2 separate regions of the Triticum aestivum genome follow, and region 2 is linked to region 1. Evidence: chromatin contacts called from public Hi-C data. All regions are on one chromosome and are shown on one strand. The core of a region is the stretch at or near the end of the contact, and the rest is flanking DNA. Distances in the headings are between cores, read along the strand shown. Region 1 holds the start of LOC123045377. Region 2 holds the start of LOC123045380.

The links. Hi-C and Micro-C count contacts between places; a contact is called where the count stands out from the background.
Region 2: a contact with region 1 is called in a Hi-C map of leaf, with 2.5 times the contacts expected there. The contact joins the promoter of LOC123045380 here to the promoter of LOC123045377 in region 1. A contact is called at or near these places in 2 of 5 Hi-C or Micro-C datasets (both in leaf).

Annotation. Positions count from the first base shown.
Region 1 is chr2B:449,587,943-449,592,678 of IWGSC CS RefSeq v2.1, reverse strand. It overlaps LOC123045377, which reads left to right and starts at 2,468. Exons shown (of 2, transcript XM_044468405.1): 1 at 2,468-3,233; 2 at 3,554-4,100. The coding sequence starts at 2,786. The coding sequence ends at 3,759. LOC123045376 reads right to left here. Exons shown (of 7, transcript XM_044468404.1): 7 at 4,444-4,736.
Region 2 is chr2B:450,375,604-450,380,738 of IWGSC CS RefSeq v2.1, reverse strand. It overlaps LOC123045380, which reads right to left and starts at 1,958. Exons shown (of 1, transcript XM_044468410.1): 1 at 293-1,958. The coding sequence starts at 1,613. The coding sequence ends at 606.

The DNA.
Region 1 (4,736 bases), core at 1,219-3,718:
TGATGTATGTTTTTGTCAGACCTTCGTGGAATAATTAAAAAGATGGCCGTATGCATCGATTGATGCAGAGGCAGGGGGTTTAACCTCCTTTTCCAGAAGAAAAAAAATTACTCGCCTCTCTCCATACTTTCGGAGCAACTGGCTGAAATATGAATTTAATATGGTATCCGAGCCAAGAGGTCTTAATTTCAAGACCCACATGAATTTAATACGGTATCCGAGCCAAGAGATCTTAATTTCAAGACCATGCCAACCCAATATTAAAAAAAGATTTTGCGGCCTACATCGATACCACGTCTAAGGACTAAATAAGCATACACGTGAGGAGGAGTGTTAAAGCATATTGTCCGCCTCTCTCCATCAGTTCAAAAATATATATTGCCCGTCCTTTTCCATCAGTTCCAAATATTGTAGCAATTGGATAGAGTATGAATTCAATAGAGGGGAGAGTTTGTCCTAACTATTTAGGGTAAGGGAAGAAAAACGAGAAGGTGCGGGAACTATTTTATTTTTAAAATAGTTGTAGAGCGTGTCTTATCTTCTATGTAGGGAAAAGGAAAACATATGTTTATGGACAGGTATTACAATCATTGCAAATTATGGTATAATTTACATGCTTAGAACATTAAGAAAAGTAGACACATATATTTATGCCTACATCTTGGGAGCATAAAGATCATTCCCAATTCTCAAAAAAAAAATCCCATGTACTAAGTCAACAAAGTATAATCCACGACAAATCACACCAAGGCCATGAGGCAAATTTCCGAAAATCGCGACATGGTCGGTCTAGTCATCCCTTCCTCAGGCGTCCAAAGCACCCCTTCGTGATATTGTGTCTAACCTACTAGTTTCGCTAATATAGTTTAACCGCTTCCCGCAAAAAAAAAATCTACCCTGCGATGCATAGGTTTATTTTACATGTGTTCAACCCCTAGACATAATAAGTCCAACTATAGCCCTATATACATATTCGATGGTCATCCACCAAACTTCACCTTAACGATATGTCCTCATCATCTTGTGGTTATCATCTTCAACACTTGAATTGGAATCTTCCCTTGTTGCTCAGTCTCATGAGTGCCGCCAAGTTTGGCCCCTTCGTTTTGGTCACCTTGATTGAACATAAATCCACATCTGGCTTCTCCTCGGTTACATCTTCAACAATGTTTATTCACACTTTGTGCAAGTTGTTCTTGGTTCTCTTTCCCTTCGTCACAAGCTTCTTCTTAACTCTCCTGGTCTTCTTGTGATTGCCCACTTTGTAGACATAACCATTGCCATGAAGTTTACCAAGCGAAGCCATATCTCTCTTGAACCCTTGGCATGTCTCTAACATCACATGTTCACTTCCATCTTAAGTCTGGATCTTGACATCTCCAATGTCATAGTGCACTGAGGCACATCGCCACCTTGATAGATCAGAAAACTTTATAGACTTGTAGCAAGTGATCTACTCGTTGTTTGATGCCACATGATAAGAGTTCACTATATCTAATATCCACGCTTCCTCACATAACCCACTTGATAGCGTAAGAAGGCAACCATCCCAATCACTTCTCGTAGAGGATGCTGGGACACTATGGTCCCATCGGTATTCCTCCATGTTCGACAATTCTTCCTTATGTGTCCCCAGTTCCTACAATGGTAGCATCGTGGCCCCCTTCTCTCTTTCTTCTTCACCATATCCTGCTTCCCACCTTGATAATATTGCAACGACTATCTCTGGAATGGATCAAAGGATCCAAATGGATTTGGCTCGGTGGCCCCGAATACTAGAAATGGAGTTATAGATAGTGGAAAATGGTTGCGGTGTTTTGCGTGATTTTGGAGTTTGATCTCTAAGCACTTACCAAAAACAACTATCACCATTCATACTTGATCCTTGTTAATAGTATTGTCATAGCTATGGACTCAATGTGATCTTGGATCGGTAAAAGATAAAATCTATGTCCTTAGCCTTGTCAATGCTTGTCATTGAAGAATTGGGGGTCACCAGCCATCTTTGTAGTTACATCTTTTGAGACATATCTAAACATACTTGAATGATCATTACTTCCATTACACATGTGTTCAACCTCACCACTTGACCCTCCGCCTACTCCAAGTCCAATTGAAGTCCTCTATCCATATGTTCCTCGTTGTAAGCTTGAATCTTGCAAGTTCAAGGATTTTGTTCCGCACTACTTTTCATAGCAATTTTTTTTAGAAAGGTTCTTCGTTTTTCTATATAGTGCATCAACCAAAGCGTGGTGCCAATTCAATGCAATAGAAATTTAATGGGCATGACTTTGCAATTATCAAATTTCTTTCGAGTTATATAAGACTAAGTGTATTTTGCCCTTAGTGGCGACCTTAATAAATAAACATAAACGTATTTAATTTGTGGAGGAGAGGCAATCGTGCTCCAATAATTGACAAGCCAATCACCAATGGTTACAATGTTTCCATGTGTGTGTCTGCCGTGCCGTTCTCATCTCACCTTTCTCCGGTACAAGTCACTTCCCAGTTGCTTCTGGCTTTGATTGCGCTTCTCACCTTTGAAAATTCGGTTCTCCTTGCTTTAATTGTGCCCTGCTTCGCCTTCGTCTCGGCTGGCTCTTATATGGCCATAGGACCAGCTGCACCTGCATACTGCATGCTCTGCTCTGCATGGACAGCCTCGCCGCCCGGCTCCCGTGCGCCTTGCCGCCGGCAGCCGTGATCCTTGCGCCCGCCGTCTGATCGCCCGGGTGTTTGGAGCTGTTTCTGCGGCAGCGCCTGCCGGTCACCGCCAGCAAGGGCGATGCCTCCTCACGCGCCTTCCTTCGAGAAGAGCTGCTCCGGCGACCGGCAAAGGCAGGAGTCAGGAGGGCAGCTGCTGCGAGGCCCGGGGCAGCGGTCGGCGTCGTTCCACGGGCGCGGGGCGGAGCAGCGGCACCAGCTGCCAAAGCAGAGGCCCAAGACGCAGCCGGACCTGCTCGCCGGCGTTAGGGGCAGGAGCTTCCGCGCCGCCGACGGCGGCGAGCCGCTGGCGGAGCTGGCGGTCCGGAGGACGCCGAGCAAGGTGCTGGTGAACGTGACCGTGCAGAGGAGCCTGTGGCCGCTGAACGTCATGGCGTCGGCGGAGTGGAGCGTGGCGGACCTCGTGGCCGCCGCCGTGGGGATCTACGTCAAGGAGGGCAGGCGGCCCTTGCTGCCGTCGACCGACCCGGCGACCTTCAGCCTACACTACTCCCAGTTCAGCTTGGAAAGTAAGTTAGTTGCATCTGAAGACCACAGTGCCCTTTGTTTTCCATTCCAGAATTGCACCACACAACTATCAAAGCGGAAAGTCAACCCAAATACTAGCATTAGCCAAGCTGGCGATATGCCGGCATGAACTCTGCTTGAGAATAGCCGGCGAGATGAATCAGAACATATTCAGCAAGCAATGCATGGGCCCACTGAGAGTGTCAAGTCGGTCGCAACAACCATTGATCCTTTAGGCGACAGTTAGTGAGCATCATCTGCATCATTCAGTAAGTGAAGGATCATTCGCTGATCATGTAAATGTTGTGGACTCATTGCTTAGGTTTGGACCCGAGGGAGAAGGTGATGGAGCTAGGGTCCCGGAGCTTCTTCCTGTGCCCCAGGTCCTCTTCGGCCGCCGTCCAGACCTCCTCATCTTCCTGCTCCTCCGCCGGCGCAAGCGGTGTCAGGAACGCCGGGGAGGCTCCTACGTCAGCAGGCGAACCGCCGGCCTGGCTCCGGTACATGCCGTTCTGGCCGACCATGTAGCGAGCTAGCACGTCATCATCCATGATGATCACTACCCACCCTCGGTCCATGTCTCGAATTGGTTTGGCACGCAGAGCTTCAGAGGATAAGACCGTAGCGTGCTGGTGCCTGATAGTATCTCATTGTTTAGGCGGAAGCGTCATGATCCACTCGGCTCGGCCACGCCAGATTCAGATAGTAGGAAATGTCAGGTGCTTGACTAGGACAGTTCCCGAGACCGTGTCCGGGCAATTAAGATTGTTATAGACTACAGGAAGCATGATGTGTAATTATTGAATTTTGTATCTGATTATATTGATGAAAGTAGAGGAGATTGACCGGCCATGTATGGATAGATCACATATGCAAGTGGGCAAGAAACTACGTACTACTGGCTGCTCTGAAAGTTGCAGATGCCACCGTCGGCACATTCTGCTGAACCAAAACCCACGAATACTCAATTTGCTCAACTGACACAACACCAGACAGCTAACAAAAGATTAAAAGAACATCTGAAATCACCTCTCGCAGTTCGTTGACAAATCTCAGCAGCAACACGTCAAGGTTCAGGAGTTCAGAATGCCAGACCGGCCACAGAAAAGCTAACAGGTTGCATTCAGTAAGGCGTTCTTGGTCAAACAATATTCGGTTCTCTAGCTGTTAATGTTTGATGTGAAAAAGAAATGACAACATCACACAGCACACTTGCTGGACAGCCATCACTCATTCGAGCACGTAAGGAAGAAAAATGCCTTTCTCCAATACAGTACAACACTACAGCTCAACAACAGCGCTACAAGTTACTACTAGAGCACAATACAACATTCTGATGACCTGACCTAACGCCATACGCAGGCATAAATATGACTTTATACAAAGGCTCTTCAACTAGTCTAACCATCACATTACAGACAGATACTACAAACAAACAACTTCTCATGGCAGAGCCGCTACAACAGATGTCACGCAACAAGCACCCGATGCAAATCAAGGTGTGA
Region 2 (5,135 bases), core at 709-3,208, 790 kb before region 1:
TTGTTTAAAGCTCACAATCGACGTCGGTGATGGCTACGGTTTTGTGCGCGGTTTACTCAAAGCTAGAGAATGACAAGGATTGTGGAGAAAAAGTGTTTTTATCCTCATCTGCACCCGCCTTGACATATCCATAAGTTTTCTTAACTTGCTCGTTTATCACTCTTGCGTGTCAATATCCCAAATATTGCGGTTTTAAGGGTGCAAATCAGCTTACATGACCCATACAAACATGCTCAAACAAAATGTTTTTGTGGCTATGTGCCATGAAAAGGAGCAAACAGTTGAAACAAGATGTTGCAACCTTTGCTGTATATTTCTGAAATCCACAACGCATTCACAGTCAGGTACTGCTGTATCAATCAAATCAGCAAGCAAAAAACGGAAAACCAACGCCTTCTTCTGCTACTATGTCAACATGAACCTCCCCACGTCTACCTACCATTCACAGCTTCACGCTCTCGTGTGATTCTGTGAAGCATCGGATCAATTCACAACCGGCATCAATCAGTAGTACATCCATCCTAAATTTCATTTCGAAGCACACAAACCAAGAAGAAGTCGAAAAAGATTGGTGAAGAAATAAATCCTGTCGCGGAATGTACAGATCAGGTGATCTTGGAGGAGCTCCTGAAGCCTTGGATGAGCAGGCAGAAACCCTGCCCTGACGGCCCCTGCTTCTGTCGCTGGCCGCGCGCCGGCGCCACAGGCTTCTCGTGCTCCTTGTCGCTGTCGCCGCTGCTGCTGGCGGCGCCGTCGTCCTCCATCCACAGCCTCGTCTCCGACGCGCCGCGCGCGTGGAACGTGAAGACGGCGCTGGACGAGGAGGCGGACGGGTCGATCGCGTGGAAGAGCCAGCCGTGGAGGTCCCACGTCATGTCCACCGGCGCGCCGCCGTCCAGGATGAGGGTGTGGCTGCCGCGGAAGTTCCACCGCAGCCGCCGCAGCTGCACCACCTTCCGGCCGTCCACGGTCACCCACGCCTCCGTGTCGCCCTCCAGCCCGACGCCGATCTCGTGCTCCGCGCCGGACTCCAAGAAGCGCGCTTTTGTGGACCAGCACCCGCACCCGACGAACCGCTCCCGCCGCCGCGCCATCCGCGACTCGGCCACCGGTATCCCGCCGTGCAGCCGCTCCACGTAGCCCCGGCTCATGTCGCCGAGCAGGAGGACGAACTCGGCGTCGGCGACCACGGCGACGTAGAACCCGGAGACGGGCTCGGGCCCGGCGCCGTACCGCGCCGCCGCGTAGTCCCAGAAGACGCCCACCACGCAGCTGCCCGCGGTGAACGTCCCGCTCCCCTTCCGCCTGTGCAGGTGCCTCGGGGCGGCAGCGGCGGCCCGGTGGCGCGGGGCGCCGGCGTCGTGGACGGCGACGGAGAGCGCGGGGCCGTCCGGCGACCGCGCCCACGTGACGTCGACGAGCAGGTCCTTCCCGGACGCCGAGAGGCGCGAGCGGTACACGGTGGTGACCGCGCTGATCCCCGCCGCCCTGCCCCCGCCGTCGGCCGGCCCCGCCGCCGCCGCCGCAGCCGCATTGGCGGCGGCGGAGCCGGAGCAGGCGACGTCGGAGATCCTGACGGCGTGCTCGCTGAAGCACGACACCAGGTCCTTCATGCCCAGTCAGGCGTGGTTACGTACGTGCAGGCACGGCACGGTAGGAGCACTCGGAGGAATCGCTTTGGGGTTTGGCGACTAACCACTTTGGTGGCTAGCGCGCGGATGGCATTTTGCAGACGGCGACGGGCAACAGGAAGGGAATGAAGCAAGTTCGGTAATGGCAGGAGAAAGGTATCTCTTAATCGGGAAGCCTGAGCCTGACAGGCAATAGGCTGGTGCTCGCAAGCTAGGTATAAAATCTTCACTTTCTGCAGGGGTTTCCCCTCCAACTCCAACGGCTTTTGTGCTTGTGCTCGACCTCAACTATTAGTACTGTACTGTATTCCCTCCTACTAGTATGCTTCCTTGTGCTTTAGGCCTCCTTTGGTTCATAGGATTGGAAAATCATAGGAATAGGAAAGTCATAGGAAATGAGATGACATGCATCTCAAATCCTATGCATAGGAATAGAAAAAGAGATGCCCTTTGATTCGCACCATAGGATTTTTTCCATTGAGTCTAGGCTAATGTTTGTTTTCCTATGAAATGTGGAGGATAGGAAGAATTTCTCCATAGGAATAGGATTTCATTCCTACAAACCAAAGAGCTCTGAAAGAATTTTTCCTATAGAAATCCTATCCTATGAAAATCCTATAAAATTCCTCCAAACCAAAGGAGGCCTATAGTAGTAGTAGTTCTTCTTATCAATAGTAGTAGGTCGCTAGTGGAGAACAAATTCGATCGGTCCGCGCAAAGCAAATTCAATCATGTTTGCGTCATGTTCTTGCATTTCGTTCCAACTGCGAACGAACGGAAACGGAAACGGAAAAGGAGGCCTATGAAACAGAGTGGGTAAACGGAAGGAATAACCTATAGTCCTCATAGGCATAGCAGTCAGGCAGGGCAGGGAGAGAAAAAACGCATCTTCTTCTTGAGGAGGCCTTTACTGCTTTCCTAAATGGCCACTGAAACTTCCGAAACGAAACGGTCGGCACCTGTAGCTGTAGGGGCGAAACGGAAAGAGAGGGCAGCCGACTAGTCCATGCACTAGGAAGGAACGGACCCACCAGCCAAGGCAAAATCGTGTCGCGGCCATGCGCTACTCTAGTCTCTATGCAGCCAGCCATTGGGTCCAACAGCGACACGTGAGATCTTCCTTTGCCTCGGCAGCGACTGACATGTGGGGCTGCGGGCTTTGCAGGTTGTATACACAGTAAGTATATTATTTTGGCGCACGCGAACGCGTTAATGGAAGGGGCGCACTGCACTACCGTCATCTTCGGACTTTTTCACTGTTCTGTTCTGACCCTTTCAACAAACTTTGTCATAAAATGAACTCGACGTTTCTATGATGGGCAGCAACGCCAACGCCTTTGGCGTTTCTTACCTGGTCCGCAACGCTAGCCGCGTCGGCGTTTCTTCTTGGTTAGAAACGCTAGCTAGCTCGGCGTTTCTATGTTGGGCAGAAACGCCGCGGGCTGTGGCGTTGCTAAAAGGGTCAGATCGTGAAATACTTTTACGTCGAGTTCATTTTGTGACAAAGCTCGTTGAAAGGGTCAGAATAGTGATTTTGTCCGTCATCTTCTCCGGTCGTGTTGAGAGCACAAACTCCGTGGATTATTCTTTTAGATAGAAGACGTGCATGGTCGAAATCGAATCGCGTGATGGAATGAATGATCGGATACAGCAAGAAATCATTACAAAATCTGGTGTTCGCAGACACGACCGGCCGGGCCGGGGAGTCTGCGTTCAACAGCAAGCAGGACCATTTCGCACGTACACCTACCTACACGGTCACGCTCGTTCAAGCATGAGAAGGAGATGGCGTCTGTGCAGCTGCGGCCTGTGGCACACTATAACTGCACTGACCCGGGACTCGGGCCCCCAAAGCTGAAAAGGCCAAAGCAGCCGAGCAAGCAGACCCAGCGCTCGCGATCTCGCAGGTGTCAGGGCCGAGACCGGGACCTTCCCCTTCCATCACCAAGGCCGTCGGCCCCGCATGTGCCTGCGCGGAATTAAAATCGGGAACTGTGCTGCTGCAGATCTCGGAGCGGGGCTGGCGGGTAAATAAATTGGGAGCGGCGCTGTTGCTTGTGGCGCAGGGAACAGAGAGGGTGCTCCTCCTCCTCCTCCTCCTCCGCCGCCGCTCAATGGCGCAACAGTGCCGCTCCGCCACACCGTGGACCATCCATCGCGTCGCATTTGGATGGATGGGGCATTCCGGCGCGGAGTGGAGTTCGGTTTCGGCAGGCGAGGCGGGCACCTTCTTTTCTTGGCCTTTCCTTCCTTCAACCGCCCGAGCCAAGCATGAATCAAGCCGGCACGCTTCATCGTCATCGGGTAAACAAGTGCGGCCACGAAACGCCTTTTGCCCCTGCGAAATCAGCGCCGGAACCAACCAGCACCAACGAAACCATGTGACCGCCTAACCAGGCCGTTGGGACACGCAAGATTCATGTGCACTTGCAACACAATAAATTAAATCAGCATCTAGGCACCGCTCAAAAAAATAAAATTCTAGGCAAAGTACGATACTCCATATGTTCTTGTCCTGCTCCCCGATCCAATCATCCATCGCTCCATCTACCATAATCACTGCCCCTCGAGCGCTGACAGTAATTTGTCTTTTCTACTCGTGTACAACCAGATGCACCTTCTCATCTGTATATAGACTGGTTTCTGTATTCCTCAACGAAGTGGAGTTTCTCGATCCGAGCTCAAATGAGCTGAGTGAACAGTAAAGCCATTCAAAAAATCTGAATTATTTTGTGACAAACATTGAAAAATGTTCTAAGAGCCTGCAAAATTTCATAATAAAATCATATTCCTGAAAGGCATGGCAAAAAAAAAACCGTTACTATGAAAATGCTACTTTCGAAAGCATTTTGAAGCACTTTTTTTTGCCACGACTTCCACAAATGTGATTTCATGATGAAATTTTTTCAGCTCTTAAAACATTTGTCAATGTTTATCACAAAAAAATCAGTTTTTTTTGAAATATTTATATTTTACTATTCACCCAAGCTCATTTGAGCTCGGGCTGAGAAGGTGACTTTCCCCAGAACAAGCACTATGTATGTCCTTTCAGATTAGCTTCATTTGCATCGATTGTGCTTTCTTTTCCGCAATGCTAAAAATCCGATGTCGGATTTTAAGCATGCCAAATTTGAATGTTTTTTGGATGGCAAATTATGTGTCGAGCATGAAAATTCTCTTCATCAAACATGGCAAATCCTAGCAAAAAGGACTGAACATAAGAATTTTGCCATGCTTGCTGAAGGAAATTGCTTGGCTCGTGACACGTAAATTGCCATAAAAAATATTCGATTGCCATTTAAAAAAAATCTAAAATCAGATTTCTAGCAAGGTCATTTCTTTTCTACTTCACACATATACTCCCTCTGTTGTCTTTTAAGAGATTTCAGTGTGAACTACATACGAATGTATATAGACGTATTTTATAGTGTAGATTCACTCATTTTCCACCGTATGTAGTCCATATTAAAATCTCTAAAAAAACATATATATTTGAAATGGACG